Linked DNA regions of Oryctolagus cuniculus: region 1 is linked to region 2. Evidence: chromatin contacts called from public Hi-C data. All regions are on one chromosome and are shown on one strand. Each heading gives the region's core, a stretch centred on a gene start, on an enhancer-like site or on the middle of the called end of the contact. The rest is flanking DNA. Distances are from core to core; before and after follow the strand shown. Region 1 has its middle 22 kb from the start of FRY. Region 2 overlaps FRY (FRY microtubule binding protein).

Region 1 (7,201 bases), core at 2,985-5,484, 98 kb after region 2:
AATCCCGGTTACTCCACTTCTGATCCAGCTCCATGTTAATGTACCTGGGCAAGCAGCAGAGGATGGCCCAAGTGCTTGGGCTCCTGCATCCATGTGGGAAACCTGGAAAAAACTCCTGGCTCCTGGCTTCAGCCTGGCCAAGCTCTTGCCATTGTGGCTATTTGGGGAATGAACCAACAGAAGAAAGATCTCTCTCTCTCTCTCTGCCTCTCCTTCTCTCTATAATTCTGCCTTTTAAATAAATTCAGTCCTTTTAAAAAACCCACAAAACAACCCATAAAATGTTAAACACAATTCAGAGACCTGTCCACTGCCCTTCAAGGAGGTCCCATTCCGACTGTGGAGTGTGTCTTCACTTTCCCAGTAAAATACTTGCTACTCGCGTTTCATTATTCTCCCACTCACTCCTGAATTCCATCTTGAAGCAAAATCAAGGAGCTGGGTACCGGCCAGCCTCCGCTGCCCAGCATCACTGTTTTGGGTGCTGCCCCCTTCTGCTTACCTTTTGGGAGGGCTCAGCCCCTCATTGCGTGCTTGCGTCCATGGAGAGGACGCTGCGCCTTTGATTTTCTTGTGTTGGCAAGCCCATCCTTCAGAACCACTGCAACACAGGAGGCCATCACTGACAGACCAGAATCCTCTCTTCTAAAGCCAAGGAAACTACCTGTGCGATGGGAATTTTGGGAACCCAAAAGGCTTTTGGCAAGATAGCCTCAATGCTCCCAGAACTCTGAGGGAAAGGAACTAGCAGGTGAGGCTCTCCATCTGGCAAGGTGAGAGCTGGGAGGAGCTGCTCATAATCAGGTGAAGCTGGCTTTGCTGGGGGCAGTTACCTCTCTCCTCCACCCAGCTGGAGTCTGGCCCTGCTCAGCTGTCACGTCTGAAATGAACACCATTAGAATCACTGGTGGTAAAAGTGGTTCTCATGGTGGGGGCAGTGTTGAGGCATAGCAGGTACAGCCACCACCTGCAACACCAACAACCCACATGGGCGCTGATTGGAGTCCTGGCTGCTCCACTTCTGATCCAGCTCTCTGTCAATAAGCCTGAGAAAGCAGCAGAGGATGGCTCAAGTCTTTGGGCCTCTGCACCCACGTGGGAGGCCCGAAAGAAGCTCCTGGCTTCGGTCTGGCTTGGACCTGGCCATTGCAGCCAGGAATGAGCCAGCAGATAACAATCTGTCTGTTTCTCTCTCTGTGTGTAACTGTGTCTTTCAAATAAATAAATGAACCTTTTTACAGTGGTTCCCATGGACCATGGGTCTTCTGGGTGTTATTGTTAACATGCACGTATTACATATTATCTGAAAGTAGCCTGTTCCTATCCCACCTGTTTCTGTGGTAGTTGATGGCCTCTGGATCAGCTTTTAAATCCTAAGGACCTGAGACCCCATCAACGACTGGGGTGGGGTGTAGAGGGGAAGCAGTGCACACCCTGAGTTGAGGGCTGGGGGCAAAATAAAGACAGTGGGTCAAGGAGGACTAAGAGAGGGTGGGGAGTTTGGGGGCCCAGGGGTCTGCAAGGGAATGAGACAAACCTTTAAAAAGGTTGCAGGACCCTAAAGGGAAGAGAAAACAGACTTAGGGGAAGGGCTGAGAGTCCTAAACCCACATCGCCTTTTTCAGTTTAGCTTAAGCCTTCTTCTACTGGCTGTCAAGTTGACTCCCACTTCTCTAGTCAGAATTTAGTAACATTTTTGGGAGAAAATCAAGGCTAATTTGTTCTTGCTTGTTTTCTGGCTGTGAGCAGTGGGCTTTGGTTTTTGGCATAAACATGCTTTGTCCTTACTAGTGCTAAAAATGCCTAAAGTAAAGATCTTTGCACTTAGCACAGGGAAGGTGGCTTTGCAAAGGAGTACTTTTCAGAATTCTGAAAGATTGGCAAAGGGCAACTGAGATTTTAGTTTAAGTTTGTAATTTATAAAGTGTTAATAGAAATGAGAAACTTACAGGTCTCCAAAGGTGGTTTAAGGTGTACAGGTCATTATTATATCCTCTTTTTTTTTTAAATTAGTTTTCATTTTATTTGGAAAAGAGTGAGTGGGGGTAGAGAGATATTCTATTATCTGTTACACCCCCCCCCCCCAATTTACCCTAATAAGCAGGTCTGGGCCAGGCCAATGCTGGGAGGCAGGAACTCAATTCAGGTTCCCCACGCGGGTGGCAGGAACCCTATTACTTGTGTCACCACCACTGTCTCCCAAGATGTGCATTAGCAGGGAGCTGGAATCAGGAGCAGAGCTGGGGCTTGAACCTAGGCACTCCAATATGGGATGAGGCTTTCCAAGCAGTCTGCTAACTGCTGTGCCTAATGCCTGCCCCCATTCCATTTTTCATTTTTAAATTTATAAAAAATATTATTTATTTGAAAAGCAGTGTTACAGAAAGAGAGAAAGAGATTTCCATCCACCGGTTCACTCCCCAAATAGCCACAATGGCTAGAATTGGGCTGATCCAAAGCCAGGAGCCAGGAGCTTCTCCCAGGTCTCCCACTTGGGTGCAGGGGCCCAAGTACTTGGGTCATCCTCCACTGGTTTCCCAGGCAGATTAGCAGGGAGCTGGATTGGAAGTGGAGCAGCGATGTCTCAGTCCAGTATCCATATGGGATGCCATCATCACAGTTGATGGCTTTACCTGCTATGTCACGGTGCAGTCCCCAACACCCCCATTTTTCTTTCATAGCAATTTATCAGGAAGTGAATTGTCATAATGGTCTGGGACTACTTCCTTCTCAGAAAAAGAGTGATAGAAATAGCTAGGTGGTTAAGGAGGCAGATAGGTAGGTAGGATGGGACAGGATCATCAGAAGGAAAAGGTACAACTTCTCCATGAGAGAGGCTTCTGTTTGACACTTTGTACTAAAGAGTTCCAACCCTACTACATCCATTCTCCACTGTATCACTCTCTCCTTCTGTTAGGAATTGAAATATCTGTCATTCTCCTGATGTCCTGTTAACTTACCACCTTTCATAAGAGACTAATTCTTGTGAAGAAACTTCATAAGCAGAAAGAAAATTGAAGAAATCATTTACCTAAAAAAATTCTCTAGCCAAGATGGGTTGAATATGAGCATAAAGCTTCCTCCTCATACAACAATTCCATGTAACTTCTTAGATAGGACATGGAGCCCACATACCTCAATCATACCTATTCCAAAGTGTCTACCTTGAACTCTCTTAGTTTTCTTTTTTAATGTCCAAGAATACAGGTTTTTAAGTAGCCTAGAATATGGGTATGACATGACATACTATCATTTTAATAATTTTGCATACCACTTTGATACTCCTTGAGTTACTTAATTTTAAAAAAATTTTTGAAGCCAGTGCTGCGGCTCACTAGGCTAATCCTCTGCCTTGTGGCGCCGGCACAGCGGGTTCTAATCCCGGTTGGGGCGCCGGATTCTGTCCCGGTTGCCCCCCTTCCAGGCCAGCTCTCTGCTGTAGCCTGGGAGTGCAGTGGAGGATGGCCCAAGTGCTTGGGCCCTGCACCCCATGGGAGACCAGGAGAAGCACCTGGCTCCTGCACTCAGATCAGCGCGGTGCGCCGGCCGCAGCGCGCCGGCCGTGGCGGCCATTGGAGGGTGAACCAACGGCAAAAGGAAGACCTTTCTCTCTGTCTCTCTCTCTCACTGTCCACTCTGCCTGTCAAAAAAAAAATTTTTTTTTTTTTTTTGAGAGAGCACATTCCTATCTGTTGGTTCACTCCTCGAATGCTTGCAACAGCCGGAGCTGCTCTGAGGCCAAAACCAGGATCCGGGAACACAATCCAGATCTTCCACATAAATGGTGGGGACCCAGTTACTTGAACCATCACTTCTGCCTCTTAGGTCCACATTAGCAGGAAGCTGGAGTTAGGAGCCAGAGCTGGGAATTGAACCCAGCACTGTATTGTGGGATCTGGACACCTTAATTGTCAACTTCCTGCTCCCCCTCTAAGTTCTTGAAATTTGACATTCCTCTATAAGTTATTAAGATTCAGTTTCAGTTTTATGTGAGGTTATGTCAGAGATGTATTCTTCTAGAGTGATCGGAATGGTTAAATGCTGAGAAGGATGGATTTCAGGAATAGGCAAAGAAAAAACCATAATTCTAGAACTTACTGCCTGAGCTCTGTATGAGGGCTCTCCAAGACACACATTGTTTCATCATTGAGTCCTCATGACAAGAGCCTTTGAGATAGATGGGGAGGATTATTCTTGCCTGATAAACATTCCAGGTACAAAGACAATAAGAGGTTTGTCTGAGCTTACACTGCCTCTCTGTGGCTGCTCAGGGACTTGGAATGTCTTTTGATGGCCCTTGTGAGATTCACGTCACTTTTTTTCCTCCAGGCCTGAACACCTAATATTTTATTCATGGTGTGCCACAGAATCTCCAGAAAGCAGACTCGGAGCAGAGTTTAGTGTTTAGTGTTCAGGGAATGCTCTGGGAATCAACACCTGTGGAAGGGAAAGGGAGGAAACAGAGCAGGGCACAAGCCTTGATTGACTTGAGTAGTGCCTCTCACACTGGTGTGCATGTCAATCAGCCAGGGATCTAACAAACACACACTGCTGGCTTCAGTAAGTCTGGGGTGGGGCCCATACTCTACACTTTCATCAGGTTCCAGGATTATGCTGTTGCTGCATCAAGTAACAAAGCTAACTCCTTATCCTGACTTGGTCCTTGATTGAACGTCTTTATTTTGCCTCCACTCCTTTCATGTCCTCAGAGCACAGTGAGAAATTTATTCTCTCAAAGTTGTGGAGGCCAGAAGTCTGAAATCAAGGTATTGGCCAAGGTCAATGTGCTTTCTCAATGCCCGTAAAGAGGCTCTTTTCTGGTCTCTCCCAGTTTCTGGTAGCTGCAGGCATTCCTTGGCTTGAGCAGCATTATTACTCCAATCTCTCCCTCCATCTTCACAGGCCTGGCTTCTGTGTGTGCTCATGTCTGTATCCACATTTCCCTCTCCCTCTTCTAACAACACAGGTCACATCGGCTAAAACCCCTACCTATTGACCTCAATTTAACTAGATTATCTCTGCACAGGTTCTAGGTTCCGGGGATTCAGACTGCAACACATATCTTTTGGGAACACACAATCAACTCATAACAATATCTAAACATGGTGGGGGTTGGATCTACTAAGCACTTGAAGCACTTTAGAAACATTCATAGCAAATAATTTAGTACCCATCTAATTGGTAAAATTATCAAAGATAATGCAGTGGGTGGAATTGTAAAGCTCAGATTCCGGAATGATCTGTTTCATGGGTTCTGGCTGTTGGGACAGCAGATTGTCATATGTACCAGGGCACTTTCTCAGTGTCTGCTGCATAAATCCTATGATGGTTGCAGTGCAGTGGATCCTGAGTTAAAAACAATGGAGAGGGCTGGCGCCATGGCTCACTAGGCTAATCCTCCGCCTGGAGTGCCGGCACACCTGGTTCTAGTCCCGGTCGGGGCACTGGATTCTGTCTCGGTCACTCCTCTTCCAGTCCAGCTCTCTGCTGTGGCCTGGGAGTGCAGTGGAGGATGGCCCAAGTCCTGGGGCCCTGCACCTGCGTGGGAGACCTGGAGGAGGCGCCTGGTTCCTGGCTTCGGATCGGCATAGCGAGCTAGCCATGGCGGCCACTGGGGGGTGAGCCAATGGAAAAAAGAAGACCTTTCTGTCTCTCTTTCTAAGTCTGCCTGTCAAAAAACAAACAAACAAACAAACAACAAACAATGGAGGGATCTGTAGAGCGTATTTCCCATTCGAGGTTGATGGTGCACCTGAGTCTTTAGCAGCTCTTTTTAAAGCCTATGTTTAACTTGATTTCCACTTCTTGCAAAGTCTACACTCTGGAGTCCCCTTTTCTCATAAACCGATTTATATCCCTTTCTAAGCACTTCAAGAAATGCTGATCAAGCTCCTAAAAAAAATCCCTGCTTTTTGATGCCCTCATTACACTGTGATTTGGCCCCTTTCAGTGAGCACTTGTTTCTCAGCCTGAAATTGTCAAGAGCAGGAACCAGTTCGTATTTACATTTCTCGTGTTTAGCTCAGTGTTTAGCACATAAAACATGTTTCCATACTTTTTGAGTGAATGAGCAAAGTTGGAAAGAACCAAAATGTTTCACAGCAGGGACATGTTCAAGTCAATTTGTTGAATATTTCCCTAGGAAATTATGTGTCTCTGTCTAGAAAAATAACAATTGTGTAACATCATGGAAAAGATCTTACACTCCTTCAAAAGGAAAAGAGCACAATATAACAAAACATAGATTGTACATAATGAGGGTGAGAAAGGAAATAAACGAAAATAGTCATTACATTAAGAGGGTAGGATTATGGGTGATTTTCAGTTCTTTAATTCCTTTCAATATTACTGCAGTTTGGTTTGTAACAACACTAATTACATTGTTAAAAAGAAAAGAAAGCAAACCACTGGTCTGTGGCTTTCCCAACACCACTGTTGGCCAGGAGACTGCATGGAGGTCCCCAGCAGAGCTTCTGGACTTTAGGAGCTCAAGGACAGAGCTGCCAGGGAAAGCCAGTCTGCCTCTGTGGAATTCTGGGAAGGCTCTGCTTTGCTTCCCCACTGCACTTGCAGGAAAGACATTAATTTCCTTGCTAAAGACTGTTCTATAATTGATAATTTTTAAAATAAATCTTCAAAACCTATGGATGCAAAATTGCTCTGAGTTCATAGAATTTTATTTCTTTTGGTGTTCATGTTAACAACAAGACTTTGGATATTTGAGCAAATTTTAAAAATGTACTTAAAGTTTCCTTTATTTTATTTGAAGATGAGCAAGAAAGAGAGAGAGTGTTGCTACCTGCTGATTCACTCCCCAAAACGCTGGGAATAACTGGGGCTGGACCAGGCAAAACCCAGGAGCCAAAAACTCAAACTGAGTCTCCCACATGGGTGGCAGGAACTAAAGTACTTGAACTGTCACCTGCTACCTCTTACGGTGGGAACAGAGCCAAGGCTTAGCACCTACACACTCTGATATGGGATGCATGCATCTCAAGAGATATTTTAGTCACTGTGTCAAATGCCTGCCCCTTTTAGCAAGCTTCTAACTCACAATTATGCAAGTTCAGTATTTGGTAGAGTTATATAATCATCTCACAGACAATACTGATCAGGAGCCCAATCAAGGATTGCTGTGGTGGGATGGAAATGCTGAGCCCTCTCCTCTCCTATGTGGGTTTTGCAGGCAGGTTGACTTAAC
Region 2 (7,564 bases), core at 841-3,340:
ATCCTCCCTCCAAGCACAACTTGTTCCGCTCATTCCCAGGGCCTGTCGTCTCTTCATTCTTTAAATACTCAGTACTTTATCTAATACACGTTGCAACTCTCCGACTATTTCTCTCTTCAACTATTGAGAGCATCACGTGCCTCTTACATGTCTGTAAGTTGGTAAGCAGGTCACTGAGGGCAGGGATGGTTCAAGAGACATTTCCGAGACAAACAGCAGGCAGCAAAGCGGTCAGCCACAGGCCACACGCACGTCCCTGCCCCGCTAAGACTCTGTCACTTAGTGAGGGAGCCATCTCACATCCTGTGAGGTCTGCCAACTGCGACGTCGCCCGACACACTTCTCAGACCATGTCCCCATTATCAAGCCACACACGACTGTGCTTACTTCCAGGTAATTTCAGTAAATTATGTTGGACAAAATATTTTCTATTTTTAAAATGGTTTAATGTTGAAAATAAAACCAGCTGTTTTCACTAAAATGGTAATTTATGAACAAATACTAGTTTGATTGTCTCATTAACCACACTTCCCTTTTTTCAGTGCGCCTACTTTATCCTGACACACTTATGTATTTAAGTTCAAAAGGAGCCACATACTGATCAAATGATGAAATCTTATGGTTCTAAAAGCAGGTTTGAAATGTCATTTCTTCAGTATCTGGCAGACTAGAATTCCTAAAAATTTTAACACACATGCCTATGTACTGGTGTACTGGATGAGGGCAAAAAAAATTCTATTTTTGGAATAATGTGGTTTCTGCAAAGAAAAATAAAACCATCTAAGAGGAGATTGCTAGAATTTCTTTTATTCAGCATGGGATGAAAAAGACCTGCTTTGGAGAAGATGCTGACTAGAATGATAAGCACCAACAAAGCTTTGACTCATGCCATGAAGCTGTCAAATGTCTCACAAATGTGTTCACCAGAAGGTAGTGCAATATTTAAAAAGGTTCATCTTCCATTTTAACAGTAGCACCCAGAAGAAAGCAGAGGCCCCTTAGCACGTAACTCTAGCGCCCTCTAGTGTCCAATTCACAGCATGCCTTTTTGAACTCCTTAACTTCTGTTTAGAGCTGTTTGCAAAGCGGCGCTTTGGGAAGCCACTAGTGTATCTGGAGGCGAAGGCTTCATCAAAGCAGCCCAAGTGCGCGGATTTCACATCTCACCACCAGGTGGAATGCTAAGTACCCCCACATACAGTCTGCCTTGCTCTGGGGAGTCAGCGCCTGCAGCAAACCTCATGAGAACCACACAGGTGAGTGCAGTCTGTAAACATGAGGGCTCCGAAAGGAAACTGCTGGAATCCTTAATCCACAGGCTTGTCACATGGAAAATTTCCACGGGAAGTCGCACGTGGCCTGAGGGTCACCAAGTGTCTCGTGGAGACGGGCCATCATGCAACTGGCTTTATTAAAAAGAAGTCGAGTACATGGGATGAGGGAGGATTTATTGTCAAAATGAGGTTAGCCTTTTCATATGGGTCAGAAATGCAAATATGCCCCTTCAAAGCACACAGATTTAGACCTGATTTTGTATTTAGAGTCCACCCTAACCTGAAATACAAAAGCAAATTAATAACTGCAACTTAATAATTATTCTAATTAAAGGATAAAAGTCTGTAACTTATAAGTAGGCATAAACAAATAAAAATATAAACAAATGAATCTATCATAATACAATGAGTACAAATCCCTGAAGGAAACGTATCCAAATGTTAATAAGGTTTGTATTAAAGCAGTGGAATACTGTGTCATTTTTCTTCCTTGCTTTTTTTTTTCTTTTAGTCACAATAGGGAATTACTCTTATAATAGAGAAAAAGCTCGAAGGAACAACTTGGGAGAGGAGAATGAGTTTGTTTGATCAGGTCTTTCTGAAAATAGAAAATTAGAACAAGGTGGGGGGGGGGGGGCGGGTTGTTCTCTTTCCAAGTCCTCCTAGTTGGTAACTTCTAAGTCCAACTTATTGTTAATGAGAACTTCACTTATTGCCTTTGATCGCCTCCTCATTGTCTAATCCCAAGTCCCAAGTGTGAGAGGCGGCTGCCGCTGCTGTTTCACTGACACAGTTGAGAAACTGACCATTTATGTAATCCCGTTCAGCTGCTTAGCAACAGGAAGGGTGGGGCTCTCAACAGAGGGAAGCTACACAGCCTCTTTCTGCAACGGGGCAAGGAGAAAGGGAGAAGGGGGAACTTGTCCGCGGTCCTGCGCCTCGGTGCTGACGGGACTGCAAAAAGAGAAAACAACTTCCATACCAAGTCCCCAAGGGGTAACTCGAAACAAGAAATGGTCCACATTCTTTGGAGGCGAAACTCTCTAATTATAGTCTTAAGAGTGCCACACGATTAGAATGCCACAAATAGTGCTGTGATGACAAAGAAAACAGAAAGCTCTCTCGGCCCTGGATCTCTAAATGGGTCAACGGGTTTGGCCTCAGCACTCTCCTTAGGGAAAGGGTGTGGCTCAGCCGAGAGTCAGATAAATTCATGCAGACGATTTCTGTGGCTGTAGCCACCCAGGTGGGAACCTACCACATGGCTAATGGCAAGAATGGACCTCCCCCCACCACTGGTGGCCCCTATTACACCTTGCATTGGTAAAAGGCAGGGAAGACTAAGGAGAGAAGTGAGGCATGCTCTGGAGTAGTGAGCACCTCAGCCATATGCTTCCGTCCAAACTTGGAACTGAAGCTACACTCTCGCTACATGATCAAAGGCAGCGGTAGTAGGGGCCTAAGGACTATGTCACCAAGTTGCCTTAGCCTCCCATGCATTCAATTGGAAACTTGGTCGATTTCCAGTACCATCGTGTTTCTTCCCTATGGTGGCCTGCATCACAAATGCAGAAGCAAGAGGTTTCAGTGAACTGAATCAGCCAAAATGATAGCAAGTTTCTATTTTATTTTCCTGAGCAGAATTTAAGAATTTAGTTGGATTAGCCAAGACTGCACAACAAAATAAAACAGAAACCATCATCCACTTAACAGATCTTCTTGTTGCTTAAATTGGTTCATTCTTATTTGTCCCCCAAGTTTTTTCAGCACTTCTTTTTTTTAAAAGATTTATTTATTTATTTATTTGAAAGTTGGAGTTGCACAGAGAGAGGAGGACAGGCAGAGAGAGAGAGAGAGATCTTCCATCCACTGGTTCACTCCCCAATTGGCCAGAGCTGCACCGATCCAAAGACAGGAGCCAGGAGCTTCCTCCACGTCTCCCACATGGGTGCAGGGGCCCAAGATCTTGGGCCATCTTCTACTGCTTTCCCAGGCCATAGAGAGCTGGATCAAAGTGGAGCAGTTGGGACTTGAACGGGCACCCTTATGAGATGCCGGCACTGCAGGCGGCAGCCTTACCCACTACACCACAGCACTTTCTATGGAAAACTGTTCCAAGCACCAAGGTTAATGTACAATAAATAAATAAGGCCATAGAGTCCCCTGCTCTCACAGAGCTTACAGTCATGTTTTGTCTTGCAAACACACACAGATCAAAAAGTAAAAATTAAGATAGATGAGTATGATGAACAAGAACGTGTCAAACTGTGAAACAAATACATCCCAGTGCTAAGGCAGTGATTGGCAGAGAGTGACTGTGCTAGACGGGGTGTCAGGGAGGCACTGCAGAGGCATGGGTTAGGCTGAGGCACAAAAGTTAAGAAGGATTCAGCCATGCACAGAACAGCCCAATCATGAAAGCTTCCAGCCCAGATACAGCACATGCAAAGGCCCTGTGGTAGCAACCTGCTCGATATGTGAGAAAAATAAAATGAAACCTATGAGGCTGGGGTGTTAAAAGGGAAGAGTGATACAAAATGATACAGGAGAATGAGGCAGGACTCCGATCACGTCGGGGCTTTGTAATCCCAGGCAGAGTCTGGATTTTATTGCAAGTGACGTGGGATGCCATTGAGGGATTACAGTGGGAGAGGGAGTGTGCATGACTTTATGTAAGTATGGGGGAGGGAGGGAAGGTGTGTATGACTTTACAATGTCACCTTTGGTGTTGTATAGAATAGTGACTGAAAGGAAAGGTGAATGGGAACAAGGAGATAAAGTCGGGAGGCCACTGTGATAGGTGCGTGTCAGAGACAACGGGGACGTGGGCTGGAACACCCACGATGGAAATGGAAAGGACAGATGGACTGGTGCCTGCTTAGGAAGCAGGTTTGATGGGATGCACTGAATTTGCAGGGTGAAGGTAAGAATGGAATCAAAGTCAAGTCGAAGATGTTTTCTGTCTTGACGTTGGACGATGGTGCTGTCTGTTGCAAAGGGAAAACCAGGGGACAGGTATGTAACAGGAAATTTATTTTTATTTGGACCATGTGAAATCTGAGATGTCTCCAAGACCTCCAAGTGGAGGCATTTGGAAAAACAGTTGGAAGTGGGCTTTTGGTGCAGTGGTCACGATGCTGCTTCGGACGCCCATATCACACATTGGAGTACCTGGTTCCAGCCACAGCTCCCCTGTGTCTGATCCAGCTTCCTGCTAATGCACACCCCGAGAGGTAGCAGATGATGGCTCCAGTAGCTGGGTCCCTACCGCCTATGAGGGAGAGCTGCATTGAAGTTCAGCTTCCTGGCTTGAGCCTGGCCCAGCTTTGGCTGTTATGGGCATTTAAGGAGTGAACCAATGGCTGGAAGATCTCTCTCCCTCCCCGCTTCTTCCTTTTAAATAATAAAAAAAGCACAAATTTTTCCAAAGAAATGATTTGAGTAGTTTAGGGAGATGTGAAGACCAGAGCTACATATTTGGAATTTTAGTACACGGGATAGGAGGAGTCAACCTTGGTAGAGTCTGTAGCCACACGCAGAGGGGTCTGGGAAGCAGGATCTCAGGGGCACTGAGCAATTAGTGATCGGGCAAGGGAGGGGAGGACAGCGGAGGAGATGGAAAAGGAGCAGCGGTGATGCCGGAGGAGGTCTGGGGCATATGGCGTCCTGAGAACCATGAAGAGAGCGGCGCTGTGTGTTTCGCTACAGCCAAGTGTCTCAGTGAGACAGGCAGAGGAGGTGGCAGGGGAGTTTGGCAGTATTCTCCAAACTGAACGAAGGAGGAGTCTGCACAAAAACCAAGGCTGACGTTGCAAACACTGTGAACACCCTCCGGGGCTTTATACACACGATCTCTTGTCCAGGTTCCATGAAGGATCTCCTTACAGCTCGCGCCTTTCCTTACCCCTTTACCAAAACCACCTCAGCATGCACTCAGGTGTTTCTAACCTGAAAACACCTGTTGTGATGTGAACGCATGGAAACGTAGTTTTTTTTTTTTTTTTTTTTTTTTGGTCACTATTCTTTGCTTTTCACTTCCTTTCCTACTTTACCTGTCTTCAAATTCAAGGGCATTCCATGCAGGAAAAAGAGGTCAAATTAAGAACAATTCAAACGTTATCTTTCGTAGAAAACATTTTTTTCCCTGATAAGTAGCTGCAAACCACCAGCTAAAATCAATTTGGTGATATTCTCTGGGTTTCAATGATCCAAATGATACCCTGTTCTCCCCTGTACTATTCATTGTCTACGAAACATAGGGTCAACTTTATGTAGACTTGCAATTGAACTTGAGTGTTGGGAAAGGCATTTGTATCACACGCAAGAATTCTTATTTGATTTTTATTTAGATAATTGCTGTCAGATGCTGGGAAAGCTCCATATTGGAGGTCAGGCAAAGTCACAGTTCAGGGAGCCACTGGGTGCAGTTGCTGGGGAGGCGGGGGATGGTGTGCCGGGCTCACCTCTGACCTCAAGAAGACCTGAAGGCGGCCCCACATCTTTGTCAGTCCTGAGAACCGTTGCTAATGTGACCATTTAAATTTCCCCACAGCAGCTACCTCCCCCAGGCCCTAATGTCGCACTTCTCAGACAGAAGTGAGCAGCATCTATCCCCATTCTCAGAGAAGGGAATACCTCTTCCTTTCACCCTGCTATTCACGGACTGCTGCCAAATTGGAGCGGGAACATAATAAAGAAACAAAAGTTCAGTTTGGGATGGGAAACTGAGTCCGTTAATAGACCTATTTTTACAGGAAATAATAAATTTGATGCTTGGCTAAGAAATCAGTCAGATGGGGGCCGGCACTGTGAAACAGCAGGTTAAGCTGCCACTTATAATGCTAGCATCCCACGCTGGAACGCCGGGTCGAGTCTTGGCTGCTCTGTTTCTGCTCCAGCTCCCTGGTAATGTGCCTGGGAAAGCAGAGGAAGATGGTTCAAATACTTGAGCCCTTGCCACAAGTATACGTGGGAGACCCGGATGGAGTTCCTGGCTCCTGGCTTCAGCCTGGCCCAGGCGTGGCTGTTGTGGTCATTTGGGGAGGGAAGTAGCAGATCTCTCTGTCTCTCCTTCTCTCTCTGGTGCTCTACCTGTCAAATAAGTACATGAATCTTTAAAAAAAAAAGTTAATCCAATAATTTTCCAATGTTTTTCTTTTCTGAACTGATGGAGAACCTTTTTATGTTTGTTTGTTTTAAATAGCACTTCTTTCTTTTTATTTATTTATTTATTTTTATTTTTTGACAGGCAGAGTGGACAGTGAGAGAGACAGAGAGAAAGGTCTTCCTTTTGCCGTTGGTTCACCCTCCAATGGCCGCCGCGGCCAGCGCACTGCGGCCGGCGCACTGCGCTGATCCGATGGCAGGAGCCAGGAGCCAGGTGCTTTTTCTGGTCTCCCATGGGGTGCAGGGCCCAAGCACCTGGGCCATCCTCCACTGCACTCCCTGGCCACAGCAGAGAGCTGGCCTGGAAGAGGGGCAACTGGGACAGAATCCGGCGCCCCGACCGGGACTAGAACCCGGTGTGCCGGCGCCGCTAGGCGGAGGATTAGCCTGTTGAGCTGCGGCACCGGCCTAAATAGCACTTCTTTCAAAAGCTTCCTCTAAACGCAGTCTTTACTTTTTTATAATATATTCAAACCACATCATTCAGCAACTATATCGGGCATTTCCTCAACTGGCCTGCTCAAATACCAGACATTTCATATAACCCAAGTCCATAAGGAAGGCCTGGAGACAATGGAAGGTCATCTCACTAACAAAACTATTACTGCCTGACATCTAACTGGAACTTCACAATCTTTTCACACACACACGGCTTAATCTGGTGCTCAAGCCTATTCTGTGAGGTGGCTGGCACTCTCCTTCTACAGGTAAAGAAACCAACGGGGCCAGCGCCGTGGCTCACTTGGTTAATCCTCTGCCTGCGGCGCTGGCATCCCATATAGGCGCTGGTTCTAGTCCTGGTTGCTCCTCTTCCAGTCCAGCTCTCTGCTGTGGCCCAAGAAGGCAGTGGAGGATGGCCCAAGTGCTTGGGCCCCTGCACCCGCATGGGAGACCGGCATAACTCTGGCTGTAGCGGCCATTTGGGGGGTGAACCAACGGAAGGAAGACCTTAGCCCTCTACCGGTTGGTTAAGGATGTGCCTATGGGAGGGCGCGGCCTTTTGTGCCTTGGTTTTCTCATCTGCAAAATGAAGAGCTTCCCCGACAGCTGCCTGCAGCTCACGAAACTCAGAAATCCCGTGAGCCAATCACACTACTGACCAAATATTCCACCCACCTTTCACG

Evidence for each region. Hi-C and Micro-C count contacts between places; a contact is called where the count stands out from the background.
Region 1: a contact with region 2 is called in a Hi-C map of an unstated tissue, with 2.2 times the contacts expected there. The contact joins two enhancer-like sites. A contact is called at or near these places in 2 of 6 Hi-C or Micro-C datasets (embryonic fibroblasts and an unstated tissue).

Annotation. Positions count from the first base shown.
Region 1 is chr9:82,519,652-82,526,852 of mOryCun1.1, forward strand. No RefSeq gene overlaps it. Among named protein-coding and RNA genes, the nearest start is that of FRY, 22 kb to the left of the region's middle. Within about 2 kb of position 4,235, at least 1 of the 8 cell types and tissues checked has an H3K27ac peak or open chromatin away from gene starts, as enhancers often do.
Region 2 is chr9:82,423,386-82,430,949 of mOryCun1.1, forward strand. The region is part of intron 1 of FRY (FRY microtubule binding protein); the gene reads right to left. Among named protein-coding and RNA genes, the nearest start is that of FRY, 74 kb to the right of the region's middle. Within about 2 kb of position 2,091, at least 4 of the 8 cell types and tissues checked have an H3K27ac peak or open chromatin away from gene starts, as enhancers often do.